Linked DNA regions of Zea mays: region 1 is linked to region 2. Evidence: chromatin contacts called from public Hi-C data. All regions are on one chromosome and are shown on one strand. Each heading gives the region's core, a stretch centred on a gene start, on an enhancer-like site or on the middle of the called end of the contact. The rest is flanking DNA. Distances are from core to core; before and after follow the strand shown. Region 1 holds the start of LOC100272915. Region 2 holds the start of LOC100278437.

The links. A called contact is a pair of places that touch in the nucleus more often than the background predicts.
Region 1: a Hi-C map of root tip shows a contact between it and region 2, with 8 times the contacts expected there. The contact joins the promoter of LOC100272915 here to the promoter of LOC100278437 in region 2. A contact is called at or near these places in 13 of 25 Hi-C or Micro-C datasets (bundle sheath, ear, endosperm and 5 more).

Annotation. Positions count from the first base shown.
Region 1 is chr9:27,238,583-27,241,406 of Zm-B73-REFERENCE-NAM-5.0, reverse strand. LOC100272915 reads left to right here and starts at 1,277. Exons shown (of 8, transcript NM_001328379.1): 1 at 1,277-1,340; 2 at 1,723-1,915; 3 at 2,132-2,378; 4 at 2,568-2,641; 5 at 2,738-2,794. The coding sequence starts at 1,766.
Region 2 is chr9:27,069,175-27,072,070 of Zm-B73-REFERENCE-NAM-5.0, reverse strand. It overlaps LOC100278437, which reads right to left and starts at 1,536. Exons shown (of 3, transcript NM_001152034.3): 1 at 1,316-1,536; 2 at 695-1,189; 3 at 277-562. The coding sequence starts at 1,450. The coding sequence ends at 464.

The DNA.
Region 1 (2,824 bases), core at 28-2,527, 170 kb before region 2:
CATATGCTATTATTGGCCCGTTAGACATGTCGGGTCGTGGACCAGCCCGACACAGTTATTAACCTAACTGGTCGTGCTTGAGACTCGCTCGGGGCCCGTGGGCCGGCACGGCATGGCCCGCTAGCTAATTCTGGCCGGCACGGTCCCAATCCCCCCGTATAGGTGGCGCACTGGAATCATGAGATACCAGATAGGCAGATAGTAGCTGCTTGTCCTTGTCCTCCCCCCTATGGAGATTGGTAGTGTCAGAAGCCAAATGGGATTCTGGGCCATGTATCAGATGTATGGTAGAAGTAGACTACTTGGTAGTTGAAATAGTCAAGGGGTAATATTGTTCTATTGTAGTTATCTCCATGACACCATCAGCTAGCCTAGGCTAGCAGAAAGGACGGAGATTACTTTACGGTTGACCTGACTGACTCGGCTCTCCAAGTCTTCGGCCTCCTCCGTGTATGTCCTGGCGGCCAGTCTTCTCGTGCTGACGCGCAGCGATCCTGCTGGGCAATTGCTTCGTCGGATGAAATTGACAGAACGATTTGTGCAGGGGAGAGAGAGAGAGACGTCGGCGTTGAAAGTGAAAAAGGATCGCGCCACCTACTGGTGTAAAGATAAAGATCATTCAGTGTCAAGGCTGGAAGCCTGGAATCGGCCGGCCTCTAGTATAGTAGTGAGTGAGTGTGTTGAGCAGATCATTTCTTCAGTGGATGCCAAGAATTCGAACATGGACACATGCATGGTCTGAAGCAAGTAGGGTTTTCTATATCTGCTTCTTGCTGGCACTAACTAGGATCTTCCTTCCTTCGTGTGGTCCTAGAATCCCAGATGAAGGTTCGTTCCTGCACCAGACTCCAAGATCTGCTGCGCGACAGAGTAAACAGCTCTATGATCTGAAGCACTTGGACAGCATTATATAGTTTGCAAAAAAAAAAAAACATGCATCATACTTGTGCTTGCCCACCCATATTCAGGTTGTCCTTCCAAAGAACTAACTGGCAAGTTTCGGAGGAAGACCCAGCTGAAACTGAAAAACGCGAGGCGAGTTGGAATTCGGAAAACGGCAAGATCGCTGGCAAGATTTTACTGTGGATTGGTGAAATCAAACTCGGAGACAGTCAGGCCGGAAAGTATAAGAGCGTAAACAATGATGTTTCTTTGTCCATCCATGGAATTATATTCAAAAAAAGAAGACAGTGAGAGCGACCTGGCTGTGTGTCTCTACGTATAAAACACCGAGGCAGGCAGCCACCCACTCTCCCCATTAACAAAGCACCCATCCCTTCAACAAACCTCGAGTCGAGAGAGAGAAGAGAGCAGACAACAAGAGACACCAACGAACAGAGGTACGTACACCAAGCATCCTCCTCCCCCTCTTCCTTCTTTCTCTTTTTTTTGCAATTTGATTCTGCTAGCTCTTCCATGTTCTTGGCTCTTGACTCGAGTGCCTTCTCCTGCGGTTTCCTTTTTTCTTGAGAATTCAGCTATGTGCAGTACACCGCATGACTCACAAGAACATGAGAGATTTGGATGAGTTTTTTCTTCAAAAAAACATTTTTTTACTCTAAAAATTAAACCACTAGTGTTAGGCTCAGGTCTATAACAGTTGACATCAACGACGAAGTGGTTACGGGAGGTGGTTGTGTTGTGTCACCTCGTGTTCCTGCTGATCAGGGACTTTCTTGGTCCGAATTGATTATGAGAGAGATGCTGTGCCATGGCCTGCAGGCAAACCGGCTCACGCCTGTCTCGGTGCGGTGGCCGGCTAATCATGGCCACCGTGGGGCAGTCCGGGGCCCTGAGAAGGGTCACCGTGCACTACGCCAGCTCGCCCACGCGCGGCGCGGTGGTAGAGGTGAGCCTCGACGACCTCGACGACGAGCTGCTCCAGTTTGTGCTCGCCGATCTTCTTCCCGGCCAGGTACGTGCCCCTTCCTCGCCTTCAGCACGAGCATGCATGCGTACACATGTATGGCGTCTACCCGCCATGCCAGCCTTGTATTTGTGTACATACATACATCTTTGCTTCTTCCACGAACACGCAGCGGATCATTTCCTTTTGCTTCCTTCTTCCACTATCTTAGAAAGTAGGATCTCCAGTCTCCACTGAAGAGAAAGCTAGCTTCCACGATCGCAGGAGGGTTTACACCAGTCGATCTTGGAAGGAGCACACGGCAGCAACCAGGAGAACTATATGAGAGGCGCAGGATCCAGTGCGCCGTCACAGGAATACCATGCACAGAGCAGCACCGCTGCTGCGGCAGCAGCTGCTTCGTCCAGGAGGAATCCAGGCACGGATGACGCCCAGATCGCCTCGGACTTCGAGTACGCCACGAAGCTGCAGCAGGAGATGGAGGGCCTCAGCGTCGACGACGACGGCGACGGTATGGTCTGCTTCTGCCTCTGCTCTGCCTATGGACGATGGTCCAGCAGATTCAGATGCGTTTCGTTTTGCATGATGTGACTGGCACTCGTCGGGTTCTTATTGTGCCCGTCGCATACTCGCATCGCGTCTCATAATTGTGGTTGGTCCTTGTGTTGTCGCTGGCGCGCCGCGCGCCATGATTGTTCAGGTATCAGCTGCGTGCCGTCTCCGTCTGACTCTGACGACGGGCACGACCATCAAAACGAAGAGGACGAGGAGGAGGTTGGCAGCTCGGCATCTTTCTATCTTTCTGAATCAGTTAGTTGAGATGTGAAAAGCTAGGGAACTGAAGTCTGAAGGTTCTGATAATTGTGGCAGGAGGATGGTAATGGTGGTGGTGATGATGATGATGATCCAGACAACATGACTTATGAGGTTTGTGGTTATGGAATGTTCCTTTATTTT
Region 2 (2,896 bases), core at 287-2,786:
AGCCCAGCGCCGAGGCGTGCGCTCCACAACCCGCCAGGTGCATGCTGCCTATTCTTGGAGACGCGTCGGCGTCGCTTTGCTTTGCTTTGCTTCCCTTTCCTTGGGGGGACCCAACCCAAATGTGTTAGCACCAGACGTGGTCACGTGGGTGAGAAGTGGAAGACGCTGCTGCAAGACTGCAAGAGCAAGGGCAGCAGATCCTCCCAGAGTCCCACTGAGCGCCGCTGGAGAACCTGAATGCTCCACGGAAACAAGTCATTAGGAAGTTCTTCTTCATTTGATAGACGAGAAAAATGCTGCATTCATGGACCATGACAATACTTTACAACTAATGGTGGACGGAAGTAGATCAAAGCAGAGTACAAAAACAATACAAAAAATATATATATATATATGGCTTGTACACGATCGACCAAGATCAGTTAGTTCATCGCCATGCGTGTTACTGCCAACTTCCACTTCTTCAGCATCCAACCATGAACCACCGCCTGCTCGTCTTGCTGCGCTCCGCCTTCCTCTTCTCCTTCTGGCACGCGCATTTTGTTTCTTGCAGTTTCTTCACCTTTTTTTTTCCAAACCAAACGAAACAAGGTCAGATTTTTCAACGTTTTGTCGCCTCTGTATTCGTTTACCAGTGCGCAGAAATCGGTCAGAGTGTCTTTGTCGTCGTCGGGGAGCGGACTGCGGAGCTCACCTTGGTGGGCGCGTTAGGCTTGCTGCTGGTGCTGCGGTGGAGCTGGCGCGCGCCCCGCTGCAGGATCTCCACGGCGCTCCAGCTCCCGCCGGCCGCCGCCGCCGCGGGCTTGCTCTTGCTCTCGTTGCCGCCGCCGCCGCCGCCGAACGCCGCAGCAGGGGCCGGGTCCACCACCGCCACCGGCGCGAGGTCGGACCACGTGGCGGGGTCCTCGACCTGCGGCACCGACGAGGAGGTCCCCAGCACCAGCTGGTGGGCGGCGTGGCCGGCGGCCTTGCCGCCGACGTCCAGGTCCAGCTCGCTGCTGAGCTGCCTGATGCGGGACTCCAGCAGGTTGAGGCGGTCCATGAGGTCGCTCCGCACCTGCACGTGTTGCAGCGCCGACGGCAGGGACTTGGTGTGCTGGTGCTGCGGCGCCGGCGCGCGGCGGGCCGGGGCCGGGGCCGGGTCGGCGTGCGACGGGCGGCGCTGCTGCTGCTCCTCCAGCTGCCGCAGCTGCACCAAAATACGTGCGCATGGAGTCATCAGTCGCTTCGCATCAATGTGCCCGCGTCATCGGCGTGCATGGACCATTCATGGATGTATGTATACAGTACAACTACACGTCGGGATCGCACGTACCCGGAGGTCGATCTGGTCGAGGCGGCCGAGCAGCTGGCTCTCTGCCGGCGGCGGGGGCGGGGGCTGCGGGGGAAGGCCGTACCCGTAGCCGCTGATGAGGACACGGCGCTCGGAGCCCACCAGCACGTCCGCCATGACGGACGGACGGCTCGCAGTCGCACGCGATCGATCGAGTTGGTTTATGTGACGGTGACGATGACGCCGCCAACTGCAGCTGCAAGGACGACGCGCGTGCCACCGTCAGTTATAAAGGCACGGTGGTGAGGACTGAGGAGCACGCAGGCCGGGTCGTCGGTCAAAGATGATCGGGGCAGGGCGGCGATGGAGGAGCATGCAGTGGCATGGCGTCGTGGCGACGACGAGGTGTAGCGGAGCCCGGCATGGTCGGAGCTGAGAGATCGGGTCTTAGACTCGGCCGAGTCAAAGAACGTGGGAATATTTCCTTCCCGGGTGTGCTACACTGCTACGTCTCTGGATCGATTTGTAGGTGAAGCCCAGGAATCGGCGAATCGGTATAAGATGCGCGTTAGTGGCTAAGACAGACGGCCCATCTTAAAGAATATGGCCCATATAGACCTATCATAACAGGCCGGTCGTGTGTCCCTTCTAACTTTGCTGATTCTATAGGAGAAAACCGAGTGCTGGGCACCCAAGGAACACTGCAATTTGCAACAAAGAACCCCGGAACATAAAGTTGTTTATATACCGAAAACGTACAACTTCTAGAATCTACAAAAAATTAGAGATATATATAGACGTTTGAACCTAGAGCAACTACAAGGGACTAGTCAGATCATATTGTTAAATTAAATTTGGCTATTGTCCAAATAAAAACATGTCCAATAAAATATGTAAATGCGCCTCTTCAAAATTTAGTAGCTCTACATCTCACTACCTTTGTTCTCTAATTTTAGATAGCCAGCTTCACTCACTCTTCTAGTCCCCGTTACTCAATTGTTGTAACCCCTTCTCTCGGGGATGATGCGGGCCGCCATGCAATACAAAACTCAGGTTGGGGATTATCGATCTCTGCCCCCGTTGCCATTAAAAAAAGCATTTAATTTGGTTTTGCTTTCCGGTTTCGTTTCCAATGGAAGATTTACCATCTGTTACAAAATATTGTACATATGATCAAGACCCATCCAACCGTCCATTTTACAGTTATTTGATCTACGGGTCAGATGCCCTTTGTACACATGTATATAAAGAGGATCTCTGCAATAAACAAGACACACCAGTCGTTTTGTCTCATTCGCTCTTGTCTCTCTACTGATTACCACTGAGCACTGCAATAGAGCGCAACACGTTATCAGCACTGTCTCAAGGAGAAATCAGAGAAGGGAAAAGAGGAAGAACACGCTGTTCTTGACAAGAACAGCAAGATCGATCTGCACATCAACAGCAAGGTATGGAGCATACCGTTTCCATGCGCATACGCCGTATGCGCGAGGTTCTTCACATTGTTGATGATGCGATGTTGGAAGCGTTCACCGTTGGGCAAGCCACTGCGCTTCCACCGGTGCACGCGATCCCTGAACGCCGTGTGCAAGTGCAAAATGTGCACTTCTGCGTTATCCATGG